2 separate regions of the Arachis hypogaea genome follow, and region 1 is linked to region 2. A link is a contact called in public Hi-C data. All regions are on one chromosome and are shown on one strand. The core of a region is the stretch at or near the end of the contact, and the rest is flanking DNA. Distances in the headings are between cores, read along the strand shown. Region 1 overlaps LOC112710532 (probable beta-D-xylosidase 2). Region 2 holds the start of LOC140175071.

What was found. A called contact is a pair of places that touch in the nucleus more often than the background predicts.
Region 1: a contact with region 2 is called in a Hi-C map of leaf, with 2.8 times the contacts expected there. The contact joins the enhancer-like site here to the promoter of LOC140175071 in region 2. A contact is called at or near these places in 3 of 8 Hi-C or Micro-C datasets (leaf and an unstated tissue).

What each region holds. Positions count from the first base shown.
Region 1 is chr9:16,580,526-16,588,070 of arahy.Tifrunner.gnm2.J5K5, forward strand. LOC112710532 (probable beta-D-xylosidase 2) reads right to left here. Exons shown (of 8, transcript XM_072202645.1): 7 at 5,622-5,940; 8 at 4,231-5,163. The coding sequence ends at 4,556. Among protein-coding and RNA genes, the nearest start is that of LOC112710532, 14 kb to the right of the region's middle. Within about 2 kb of position 5,811, at least 2 of the 3 cell types and tissues checked have open chromatin away from gene starts, as enhancers often do.
Region 2 is chr9:16,492,357-16,499,449 of arahy.Tifrunner.gnm2.J5K5, forward strand. It overlaps LOC140175071, which reads right to left and starts at 4,682. Exons shown (of 4, transcript XM_072201980.1): 1 at 4,556-4,682. The coding sequence starts at 4,682. It overlaps LOC140174946 (a long non-coding RNA gene), which reads left to right and starts at 4,745. Exons shown (of 2, transcript XR_011865098.1): 1 at 4,745-4,876; 2 at 5,124-5,396.

The DNA of each region.
Region 1 (7,545 bases), core at 4,561-7,060, 89 kb after region 2:
TTTGTTGATTATTGTTCAAAGTGCATGTTGCTTGAATTTAGTTTTGAATTCTGTTGATGGTTCTGAGGTGGGGGTGGTGGTGGGTTCTGGTGTTGATGATGATGGTGGGGTGGTGGTGGGTTCTTCTGATGATGATGATGACCATGATGATAATGGTGGTAGTGGTGGTGGGTTTTTGTTCAGCTTCGGCTTCTGGTTGATTTTGAAGAAAGTTCTGATGATGATGATGATGACCATGATGATACTGGTAGTGGTGGTGGTGGTGGGTTCTGGTTCGGCGTGATGATGACCATAATGTTCTAATTCTATTGAGTTTGGTTGATTTTGGGGTGAAGGGGAAGGGTATTTTCGTCCGAATGACGATTTTAAAACAAACTGAAATTTTGGGGACCATTTTGTAGCAAAAAAAAAGTTGGAGACGAAATCGATTTTCGGCTTCTACGTTGACATCAAAATCATACTTAACCCTAATATAATATCATCATTGATGAATAATAATAAATTATATAAAATTATGGTTTAATGATTACTTCTATAATATATATTTTTGTAGACATCACAAATATAATATATATATTTGTTTGCAAGTTGTATAACGAAAACAAACATGGCTTGCTGGAGAAGTGGAATAAGGTCGGGGGAAAGTATATTGGTTCGAATTTTACTTGCTACTTTGCTATACTTATTTATATTTTACTACCTTATTATATAAGAATACATCACTAAGTATTACATATATAAGAAATTATAGAAAGAAGAATTCCAATGATATTATCTCCAATGATATTAAACGTTCAGATCAGAATGGGGTTGCAACGAATAAAAATTAATTTTTATGTTTTTTAAATTATAAATTTGAAATAAAAAATAAAAAAATTTGTAAATAATAAATTATTAATAAATATTAAACGTTCAGATCAGAATGGGGTTGCAACGAATAAAAATTAATTTTTATGTTTTTTAAATTATAAATTTAAAATAAAAAATAAAAAAAATTGTAAATAATAAATTATTAATAAATAAAAATAAAAATAAAAGTTTTATGAGTTATTTAATTTTTTTAATATATAAGATAATAAAATTTGAATTAATTTAAGTATAGTACTAAAATTATTACATTATTATTATAGGTAACAATCAAGATAAAAAAATTATAAATATTTGTAAATTTTTTTATTTTTTTAATCTTATTTAATTTGAAGCAGATACACAAAATTAAATTTAAAGAAATTTTTTCGCATAATTTTAATTGTTAATTTTTTTAATTTTATATTTAATATCTTAAATTATCTTTAATTTTATTATTCTTTCAAATTTTTTAATTTTTATTTTCATTATTTTTTTCTTGTCACTCTCATACACATATCTATCATTATTTTTTCTTCATTACTTATAAAAAAGATAGAAAATAGTACTACATGTACTCAGTGGAATAAAAAAGACAACAAGAATAGAAGTGATCTGTAAAATAAAAAAGCTAACTGTAAAAAGAGGGAAGAAAAATTAACTGATAATTATATTTTTGACCAATTTTTAAGATGATAGTTATATTAATCAGAGACAATAATAGTTATACATATATAAAGAATGATAAAAAAAAAGTATAGTGTATAATATGATGAGATGATATAATAAAAATAAAAATTAATACATTTTAAAATTAATAAAATTAAAAAAATTAAAGATATTCAAGATAACATTGAAGAAAAATATTTTTTATCTATTAGAATTATTGATGGAGACAAAGAATGATTTAGATATAAATTTTTAAATTTGCTTCTAATAAAAGAAGATTGAGAAAATAAATGAATTTAATAATATTTATAAATAACTCATCTTTATATAATATTAGTAAGTGTTTATATGTTTGTTACACATAATAATAACAAAATATTTTTTAATTTTATTTTTTTTAATTTAAATTTATTTATTTTATATATTTTACATGTTAAATAACTAAAGGTGTTTTATTTTTTATAATTTATTTTTAATTATTAATATTAAAATTTATAATTATAAAAATAAAAATATAAAATTAATTTCTTAAACACAACAAAAAGCAGCTGAATAGGTATGTGAGCCGCTAGTTAAAGTAGTGACAGAATAAGGAGGTTTCCTCACAAATTAGTAGCAACATGAAATAAGTGAAAAAAGTCTATCAGTTGTTAAGCAGTCACTAATTCCTCACTGAATAAGTTTTTGATTAGTGACTCAATTGTGATCCGTTACTTCTAACATTTTTTCGGTTAGCTTTGGATTTGTTATAACTCTGCGACGGATTTTTAACGAGACTAGCGAGTAATTTGCTACAAAATAAGTAGGATATAGCTTTCACTTTGCGACAATATTGCCGTTGCCAAGTCGCTCGCTAAATTAAACTTGTAACAACTTAGCGACAAATATATTTCGCCCCCTAATCAGTGACTTGAAATCAACTAACGAAGTGTGTCAGTTGTTAAACGGTAGCAAATTTCTCGCTATTTAGGTCCTAGGCACTCAATATCCGTATTTCCACTTTAGCGACGAATTAGCAAGGAACACTTCCCTAGCTGAATGATTTATCTGTTGCGACAAGTTAGCGACGACTGTTTTCTATCGCTACCCTAATTTTAAATTCTTACAATATTATGCAACAAATTAGTGATAAATTAGTTGCTCGCTAAAAAAAACTTTGGTGACAAATTAGTTAATAATTTGTCCATGGCAGAATGCATTTCAAGTTTTTGTGACGGAATAGCTAGTAATATTGTTTCTCACTAATTAGCCTTTTCGCACAAAGTTTATTTAGCAACGAACTAATGTGTGAACTGTTTCTCGCTAATTGTATATCAAACACTTGCGACGGAATAATGACAATAATATCCTCACTATTTTACTTTTATTCGATTGAACTCCTAAATGACTGATTTGCTAGAATATTATCACTTGCTAATTAATTTGTGATAAATTAGCAAGAAAAATTTTCCCGCTCTTTTATTAGCTACAGAAGTCAATTTGCGAGAAACAAACTTACTCGTAAATCTCTCACTAATCAGTCGCTTTTCTCAAGTTTGGGTATTTTGTGACCGCTCATTAATTTTGTCATTAGTGCGTTACTAATTTAGTGACGAATTAGTGACAAAAAATATTTTTTACAAAAATTCGTCGTTAATTTATCAAATTCTTATAATGTTGACCCAATTTGTATGATTTGTAAGCCAAAAATTAAAAACTTTATATGTGTCACAGGTCTAAAACTAAAATAACCTAAAATTTGCAACAAAATTCATACGTAATCTACTCGTTTTTAGTAGTCATGATATACTTAAGTTATACACAAAATAAGATAACAACGAATGAAAAATGAGCAAGTTAACTGAATCTATTATTATATTACTATTTGACTTCTATTCATAAATCGCTACAGAAATAAGTTACTAGATAATTAGTCACGAACTAGTTTAGATGAAAAAAATACTTCCGATCAATTATTTAAAAAGATTAAAAGATGATATAGGTCTAATCATGAAACCATTTTTTTAATTTAAACTAATAAGAATAAGCAGATGAATAATTATATCTTTTAACATATTCTTTTAAGTATAATTTTTTTTGTTTGAACATTTTGTATAATTTTTTTCTTTTTATTTTATGCTAAAGTTCTTTTTATTTTAAGGTTCAATAATGATCAAATTCTAAATTTTTTGTGAGTTATACAAATTATAATATCATGTTATAAAATTATTATTTTTAAAAATTTAAATTGATAAAATGAGGTATGAATCATATATGTAACAATGCAAAAGAATTTTTGTTCTTTCTCTTTTTTTTGTTTGGCATTATAGAATTTTATAATGCTAAACATATCATTGAAGAATTTTTGTAACATATGCATATATTGCACTTTTATGTATTGACGAGTACGGAAAATACTCATTTATTAGGATAGATAAACTATACAAAATGCATTCGAATAATTTTGTCGTTGATAAAAATGCATTTAAAATTTTCTATTAATAATTTTTTTAAATAATTTAAAAATGCGATACAAATATCTAACAATAAATATATATTTTTTAAAAAATATTTTAGAGATTAAATTTTTATACAATTTTTTGCAAGTAAAATTAAAAAAAAGATATTTTTATTTTTAGAATTTAGTAAGTTTTCGTTGATTATATATATATTATTTATTTTTGAAGGTGTCATTGGTTGTTTCATGATATATATAGATATATAAAGCCAATGCAATTCTTACAATCAATCTTGCAATAATGATGAAATAAACTATAAGTGATTACAATCAGCGTACAACTAATAAGAACACAAATCAGACCACATGAAGTGGTCAACATATATGGCAAATAAATTTGGGAGTAGAGAACAATACATTTGCTTGATCCCTTCTCCAAAAATTGCAATAAACCCTAATACTTTATTCCACAATGCTTAATGAATCAATCTAAAGTAGTATCCAATTCCAATCCCTTAGCTAGCTTCTTCTTATCCATAACATATGAGCAAATTGATGGTTATAATACACTTACATGAAGATTATGGAAAAAATTATTGTTTCTTAGGACTTGATAATCCCAAGTGTTTCTGCTTGTACGGACAATGAATGTTTAACATCACCAATGTGAAGATTATGCACCCCCATTGGAATTCTCCTTGTCCCAGACCTATCAACCACACTCAAAAGCTTGCAAACATGAATATTAATCTTGACTCGCTGCTGCGACTTAGCAGGAACACGGACCTTCTCAAACGCCACCAACTGCTTGTGCGGCGCCCAGTGGCCATTACCGGCCGGGGGCGCCGAGAACACTAAGAGCGTGTGAGAGCCATCTTTGGAGCCAACATTCTTGACATCAATGTGGAGGCTAACTGAGAGCTTGGCGCATCGTGCATGTGTCACTCTAATTGCTTTGTTAGAGATGTTTGTGGTGTTTCCATGGCGGTGGCCATGAACGGGAACTGAGACCGTCTTTGGCGCGCTAGCGAGAGTGTGAAGAAAGTGAGAGTAGGATAATCCGTAACCAAAAGGGTACACAACTGGACCGTTGTAAAATCGATAGGTTCTTCCAGGGTACCCTTTGCTTCGTCTTGGACGCATTGCCATATCTGTCATTGCTAAGCTCTTAAGGTACTCTTCTGGATACCATGTCATTGGAAGCTTGCCTCCTGAACAAATTCAACCACTCATATGTTATTTAACTCTATATACATACGTATATTATTTAATTTATTTTTAATGTTCATTTTATATTAGTGACTAATTTTTAATATATACGTGCTATGATTGTTAATAATTTTAGATATTTATTAATGTTTAACATAATGTAACAATGAGCCGTTCACATATCAATAAATAAATAAATAAAAATACTGTGTGAACATAAAAAGTTAATTATTATGTATGTATATAATTTAATTTATTTTTAATATATATTTTATATCGTGTATTTTATATTGTTACCTTCTTTCTGCATAGGTAATAGGGAGACTTTAGCATGAATTATCATGTCATCATATTTTCAACATAAGTATAAGAAACTCAGTAACCATGGGCAATTAGAGTATTGCATAAAGGAATGAAAACAAAAGAAATTTTAATTTTCTTTTTGGTGTTTTTTAGATACCTGGGTTGGCAGCACCAAACAAGATATCTGCAATGGCTGCACCACCAGCTTGGCCCGGATACCCAGCCCACAATATACCCGCAATTTTCGGATCATTCTTAGCAAAAGTTACATCAACAGGCCCACCAGACATCAAGACCAAAATTGTTGGGCCTCTTGAAGCTGCTGCAACCTTTGAGACAAGCTCTTGTTGATGCCCAGGAAGAAGTAGGTCAGCTCTGTCAACAGTTTCAGCTTCAATAGACTGGTCAAGGCCCATTACTAGAACCGTTGCATCTGCTTGACGGGCAGCGTTTAGTGCTGACCCAAACTGCTTGTCATTGGTGTTGGGAATAAGACACAATTCCCCCTTGAGAAAACACCTTTGACAGAGAAATAAAATAGACACAATCACAACACAAGAATTTAACGTGGAAACTCCAATTACCGGAGAAAAAACCACGGCCGTTGTCAAATGACAACCAGAGAATATCACTATGTGAAAATTGTTACAACACATAGACTTCTTTCTCTCACCGGCACCCCAGTACACCCACACTCTTTCAAAGCAAATATCTAACTACACCTCACAACACTCTCTAATCAAAGAGTACAGAGGAAAAGAAAAATCAGATACAAGCTTAAAGTGTTTCTGACTGGTGCAAAAACAAATGGAGAACTTAGCCTCATATTTATAGCCTAGGCCACCCACTCCATTTGCTATCCTAAGCAATGTGGGACTAATTCAACCAAATCCTAACAATCTCCACCTTGATTGAAATAGTCACACATCTTCAGCTTCCATTGTCAACACCGACAATTCTTTGCTGCCATTGTCTATACCGACAATCATAGTTCAGAGAACTATCATACTCCACCATGAAAGTATACTCACTTGGAATTAGACCACTCCAAGAATTTCGCCTTGGTACAGATCGAAACCTTGCTGAAAATTCATGGTGCAACTTCCAAATTGGCTTTTCCTGGAAGTTCTTCAGCCATCGACCTAACTCCGCCACACACCTTGCATCTCAACGCCAACCAATGCCCGTGTGCAATTGTGGACCTGATTGCCACAACTCATCCTTATCCATGGCAGTGCGGTAATACCATGAGGATACTTCTTGTCTTCTAGAGAACATCATCTTCTCTCATAGAGAGAGCAACCAGAGATCTTCTCCTTCAACGCCTTGTGCAAACCTGATTGTATCAACACATCCTTGACTTGTACTTGCCACAAGCCAAAATTGATTCTTCCATCAAATTTCTCTATTTCAAGCTTCACAGCACTTGAATATCCAGACATTGTTGCAACCGTATACTGGAATATTATAACTCAACTGTAGACCGTGCACTAGGAAGGGTCCCCAGGAAAGAGAGGTGGGTCACAATGGACACACTTAAATACCAAGTCTTTCCTTAGCCAGAACCTTTTCCAAACTGCACTCTCACAGAGTCACACTGCCTTCCAGCAACAACAACAGCAACCAAAGAGATTAGACTAGGCTGCAACCACAGAGCATACTAAGAATAAATCCCACCGAACCGAAGCTCTGATACCACTTGTTGGGAATAAGACACAATTCCCCCTTGAGAAAACACCTTTGACAGAGAAATAAAATAGACACAATCACAACACAAGAATTTAACGTGGAAACTCCAATTACCGGAGAAAAAACCACGGCCGTTGTCAAATGACAACCAGAGAATATCACTATGTGAAAATTGTTACAACACATAGACTTCTTTCTCTCACCGGCACCCCAGTACACCCACACTCTTTCAAAGCAAATATCTAACTACACCTCACAACACTCTCTAATCAAAGAGTACAGAGGAAAAGAAAAATCAGATACAAGCTTAAAGTGTTTCTGACTGGTGCAAAAACAAATGGAGAACTTAGCCTCATATTTATAGCCTAGGCCACCCACTCCATTTGCTATCC
Region 2 (7,093 bases), core at 3,432-5,931:
TCTAAAAAAAATAAGTAACTTTCTATAAAAATGAGTATTTAAATTAATTAAATAATATTATTTAAATTAAAAGGCCGACTAAAGACAAAAAAATTTAAAGGACAAATAACATTTCTCTATTATAAAATAGTGAAATCTTTTCTTTATATATTATGAAAACAAAGATAGATTAAAAAAAATTATAAAGGAGTCAAATTTATTTATTGAGTAGAGACAAATAAATTTTTATTTCATATACTACATGTAACTCTATAAAATTTTAATGGGACACCCCACACTCTCCAACGTAGATTCGTCTTGTTTGCAACTTCAAGTGTGGATGTTGAGAAACAATCACTTAAATGGGAAGTTACCATTTTCATTAATTTCGTTATATGAAGTGTATGTATAAGATAATTTAATAAATTAGTTTTAAAATAAAATAATTTAAATTTTAACTAAAAGATTTTATCTTTTTAATTTAATTTGTTATGACTATCTTATTGTATTTTTATCTTTATCTTTTTGTTGCATGATCAACAAAATTAAATTTAATTTTTTTATATTTATACATATCCTATAAAAAAAAAGTTATAATTTACAATTGCTTGACTTCTTTTCTTTGTCTGCCTCTTTGTTTAACAATACATCAAGTAACTCATAATTTGCTATATTTTTTTTTTAACAATGAAAGATATGGGAAATCAAGAAAATAGTGAGAATGATTTGCACTACTTTTCAAATCATACGAAGAATTTTGTGAATGTGTTCCATTAGAACAAGTTGAGTTAGATATCCTAGTGAAGAATTATTTAAAGATAATCGATATCCATTATTAGATAGTAGTGACTTTTATATTCCACAGTCTATTGCTGAATTTTTTTTTTTTTATCTATATCCACTATATGCAATACTTTTTCTACCTAATGATATGTTTCAAGAGCTATTTTCTGAAAGAATAATTTTATTAAAAGAGCTTAGCGATAACGTTACCCTTAAAGCTGCTAATGATTCATCAACTAATAATGTTACTCCAAATGATAAGATTTTCTTTAGTTATAAACTTTAATATTTGAAATTGTTTATGACTTTTTAATGATAAATTATGGATAATTTATTTTGTAAAATTATTAAATTTTAAATTTTGTTAGTTTAAAAATAATTAAATTTAAATTTTTGAAATTATATATTGAATATTTTATAATTTTATTTTATATTGAATTAAATTAGTTCAATCACAGTTTTTACCTTGGTTGAACTATTAAACCATTAAACCAGTCACTCGACTGGTTTAATGATCGGTCCAGTTCTTACTGAAGGATTACCATGTGTTCATAACACGCAGCGGAAGAAAAGAAAGTAATCCTTAAAGATCTATTTTGTGCGTAAACTTTATTCTTATAATATAATATAATAGTAGATCAGATTTAAATACCTGAGTACGCTAGTAAAAATCTGTTTCTCCTTCGATGGTACGAAGGCACTATGCGTATTCACACCGAGACCAACATTTGCTGTCAACCCCTTGACCAATGGACATCTGATCTAAATTGAGAAACATCTTACAACTCTTTGCACACCATAAAATTCTTCTCTAAGAATTAGTCTCACATACATTTATGTGCATAGAGGTAAAGGAATAACAACCCTTGTTATTCTCTCTATCTTTCCCATGTTTACCTCTACTCTTGGCATACCTATATATAGTATGAGATTTGTTGTTGATTTTAAAATTTAAGCACAAAATAGATCTTTAAGGATTACCTTCTTTTCTTCCGCTGCGTGTTATGAACACATGGTAATCCTTCAGTGGTATCAGAGTCAGGTTGTCAAGTTGTTACTCATACCTATTCCAAATAAACATGATTAAATTATATCCCATATAATTATAATCTCAAATAATTATCTGGTTGTCAGACAATTATTTAACTGAATTATACTTTATACTCCTAGGTTGTCTAGGTTCAAGTATAAAATTAATTCTCCTTATGCATCATCATATATATGAATAAATTCTATCCGTGATTACAAGTCTTCTGGTTGTCAGGTCGTTCCTTGTAAATAAAAGATAAATTTATTTTTGACAATATCCTAACTTTTAGAATTTATCTCAATTGTTAGAGAATTTCTACCAATATTCTTGGATTAAATTTTTATACTCCCAGGTTGTCTAGGAAAAACAATAAAATTTAATCCTTAATACATCAAATGTATACACTGATTATTATTTTGAAAATAAAACTCCTGGTTGTCAGGCCGCTCTTTATAATCAAGAATATTAGAAAAAACTAATTTCTAAAATTATAGTGTTCAAAACACATCAATCAAATCAAAATTTGATTTTTCATGTACTAACGTTTGATATTTTGCATCTTATTCCTTTTATTGTGATCAAAATCACACTAAAATTTAATAAATAAAATTAAACAAAATATTTTATTATAAATATAACTTTTATATTAAAAGAATGATCATTTAATCACAATTAAATAATTAAAATAAATTAACTATTAATTTATTAAAAAAAACTATCTCAATGAAAATAAATACATCACATGCTTAACAAATAATTTGAATTAATCATATTAATTCACAAACTTTAAGAAAATAGGAATAAAAATTTAAACACAAAAAGCCAAAGCTCTGATACCACTGAAGGATTACCATGTGTTCATAACACGCAGCGGAAGAAAAGAAAGTAATTCTTAAAGATCTATTTTGTGCGTAAACTTTATTCCTATAATATAATATAATAGTATATCAGATTTAAATACCTGAGTACGCTAGTAAAAATCTGTTTCTCCTTCGATGGTACGAAGGCACTATGCGTATCCACACCGAGACCAACATTTGCTGTCAACCCCTTGACCAATGGACATCTAATCTAAATTGAGAAACATCTTACAACTCTTTGCACACCATAAAATTCTTCTCTAAGAATTAGTCTCACATACATTTATGTGCATAGAGGTAAAGGAATAACAACCCTTGTTATTCTCTCTATCTTTCTCATGTTTACCTCTACTCTTGGCATACCTATATATAGTATGAGATTTATTATTGAAATAAAAATTTAAGCACAAAATAGATCTTTAAGGATTACCTTCCTTTCTTCCGCTGCGTGTTATGAACACATGGTAATCCTTCACTTACAACCTTGGTATTTCTGTACTTCCATATTTCTCAGATAATTTTTTTCGGTATTCTAAACCATTTTCTATACACATCTTTGGTTAATATTTTGATGGTTTGCTTGTGCTTTGGAAGACTTGTAATAGGCATTTTATTTTTCTCAAGTTGGAAATTGGACCTGCAAGGATGTGTTATGTTTCCAAAGCTACACATTACATCTTAGGAAAAAGACTAAGTCAATACATCCTGCTTGCATGCAACGTGTACTATATATCTATACTTGAAACACAAGATTCTTGAGGGGTGGTTTATTGTATCTTAAGACCCTTCATTATGAAATCATTTCTCGCAGGGAGATTTTGACATTATTGGTGGTACCTCAGCATTGACAGAGGCAGAGGTCATAAAGGTGATGTTTTCTACCTCAGCATTAAGTTCTGAATTTTGCTATGAATAGTTATATGGGATCTGGCTTTAGAAATGTTGTTTGTCTGGCCAGGCAACTTAAATAGCCCTTTATTCACCAAAATTATGAATAGTTATATGGCCAGGCAACTTTAATAATAGAACTTGTATTATTCTATAATTATTCACCAAAATTATCCACTTCTTTGATCTATTCCATTTACTAATTTTCCAATAATGGAAGGGATTGGCCCAGAAAAATTATTTAATGCATCTGGTGTGTCATTATTCTTAAATAGTTAAATTATCTCTGCGCCTTTGCTTTTCTGCCCTTTCAACTTTTATCAGTCTCTTCATCAGCCTTTACTACACTCTGTTCTTATCCTTAATAATTAATAGGACTCAAATATTATGCTTATTGTTATTGTTATTGTTAATAGTTTATGGCATTTCCTTCCCTCTTTAGTTAGCATCATGTTAGCAGAAAGTTAACTCTGCTTTTGCGCAAAATGTCACTGTCTATAATCTTCTATATATTTAATTTTGTGATAGAAGTTTTCTTCCTTCAACAGAACGTGAAGTGTCTGCTGACTCTCCCAATAAAACACATGATCCAATGTTGGCAAGGGTAAAAATATATCTATTTTAATATTTAAGCAAGGTACTTATACTCTCCTTCTTGCTTTTAAATAGATTATGCTTCCTCATGATAAGTACAACCTGTGATGACCATCATAAAACACAAAACTATTATTAATTTGATTCCACTGATTATTTAATATTTAAGCCCAAGTTCAATTATTAGATCTAGAATTTTCATTATTAAAAACCATGGAAATTTACTTTAATTAATTACCTTGGGTCCAGGTTCTTAAGTGATGCAAGTTCAACTTGTTTCTCCAGGTTCTTAAGTCCTCTATATTGCTCATATTAAAATTTAATCCATAAAAGAAAAGTTCAATATTAATCCCCTGACCCTGGCTTGCATCTTTTTTCTTTTTCTTTTTATTTTTTATTTTATGAGTTAATAATGCCTCACTAAGAAATGCTCTTAGCAATGGGAGAAAGCTGATAGCAATGCCTTTTTGATCCTCAATTGTTGAATTGTTTCCAGAGTACTGAGAAGTAATCTTATAGGATCGGTTCTTGAGAAGTTCCAGATTCATTTTGGCTGTGTATCACAGTAGATATCTTTATCTTTTATTTGGTGGATATTGGTACTTCACTTGTGTCATTATAACGTATGAATTTTTGTTGGTAGGAATGATGGGTATTCAGACAAAATTTACTCAGTTACATGTTATTCTAACATGGTAGCTTGAAGTCTACTTGAATGAGTGTGACAAAGGATTGAGTCCAGGTTGGTGTGTAATGTCTAGATGCGTATCAATTTGCAAAAGAAGTAAATAATTTTCATTCTTCATTTTCTGTTGCTATAAACTAAAACATGCCATAATCTGTATGTAAAAACTAATAACACATCGTTTTCCTGAACTTTATTGTACTTTTTGTTCTTCAGTTTCCAATTTGGTTGATAAGTAGTCGTAGTAACTACAAACTCTACAAGTGCTAGGTCTAACAAACAATGCATTCATTCTACTACTCAGGATCTTATTCTTTGCCGGAATGATGTGCACAAGTGCTGTTCCACTACCACCGCCACGGCTGCCATCCTCAATCTCTTCGGATGAGGACTATGATGATGATGAGGATGAAGATGACACTGAAAACTATAGCCGATAGTTTTAGTATGGTTGAATAATATACTGAGAATTATAGTTGATGTATCAATACACTTTATTTATGTTTTGAATTATATTGACTTACATGTATATAGTACTTTTCTTTTAGTCTGATAATACGATGAATTTGTTTATTTTTTGAAATATTATAAATATTCGAATACAAATTAGATAAAAATTTGTATTTATTAAATTTATATTTATTTTGTATGAAAACAGGTTTATTTTGTAATGAAAAAATCTATAAAAAATTCTATTTTATTTTACTAACGGATTTACAAACTGATTTTTTGTTTGTATTCAGAGTTTGGAATACTTTTTCAAGGTTCTAATTACCGACGGAAAATCCGTCAGAATATCTGTCTCTAATTACTGATGAAAAATTCGTCGGAAAATCTGTCTCTAATAACCGACGAAAAATCTATCAGAAAATCTGTCTCTAATTATCGATAAAATATTCATCGGAAAGTTTGACGTTCTAGGGAAATGGAGGGGAGAATTTACCGAGAAAAAATCTGTCAGTAACTGATAAAAATTTGTCGGTAAATTACCGACGAAAAAAATCTGTCGGTAAATAATTTTCGACGAGGCCTTTACAGAGTGACAAAATTCGTCGGTAACCGAAAATCCGTCTGTAATAAAGACCAAATACGTCTGTAAATCTATCTGTATTAAGCAATTTTCTAGTTGTGACATTCGAGGATACTGACTCTAAAAATATTGCTGGTATTAGATATGGTGCTCTAGTAACATTGTGTTTCACATTGTATGAATTGGCATCAAAGAACTAAGATGACTTCATGGAGATTAGAGATGACATTTTTGGACTAATCTAAAAGTTTAAAAAGAAACGTGATCCTGACCCCAAGATTCTTTCTAATGCGGGTTTGGTCAGTGATCGAATTATATTGTTGTGAAGACAAAAGAATCTCCTCGTCAAAATAACTGAGTGACAAAATTTCGTAAGTGTTTTCATTATACACGTTGTGGTCATACGATTTAAAGGTGTCTAGAGTTATGTAATAAAAGCATCTAACATACTGATCATCACTAACGATGATCTGAATGATGTGAAGATAATTTTAATTTTTTGTTTTATCAAATTTTTAAAATTTTTTTACTTATTTATTTAAATATTGTCTAATATATTTTATTATATTGTAGAATTATTGTCAGGAAAATACAAATCACCAAAACAATGATAAAACATAAAAGTAATGTTCACAGTATACATTACATATATTTTAGTGACAATGAAACAAATGAATTAACTATACAACAGAATAAGAATGAAGTTAAGGCTAATGAGTATGTTAATGTCGATTTTAATATATAAACCTGACTTTCTATTTTTCCATTTTTTTCTATCTTTATTTCTTTGTTTAACCTGAAGTGTTTAACTTTCTTAAAAAATATTTTTTTTTCAAATATAGTAATCTGTGGCCATTTTATTACATATATATTTTATTTTTAGATTTTATTACATATACATTTTATTTTTATTTAGTTAAAATTATACTTACTTAATCATGTTATATGAGATGTTTGTATGTAGAATTCAAGAATTGATGATAAAGGTTCAAAGTTCAAAAAGTATAAACAAAGGAGTTCTAATATAAATAATGTGCATAAGGTCTATGTGGTGCATAAATTACACATATAATAACAATGCTTTTTTTAAAACTAAAATGATTTTAGAATTTTGTTGTGTGCATTTTTTTAGAGTGGACAACTAAATAGCCATGATACTAGAAAAATATCCCAATCTAAACCAACAGATTCCGTGTAATTTCAGAATTAGAACATGAATGGATTGTCTGTATGTGTATCCTATA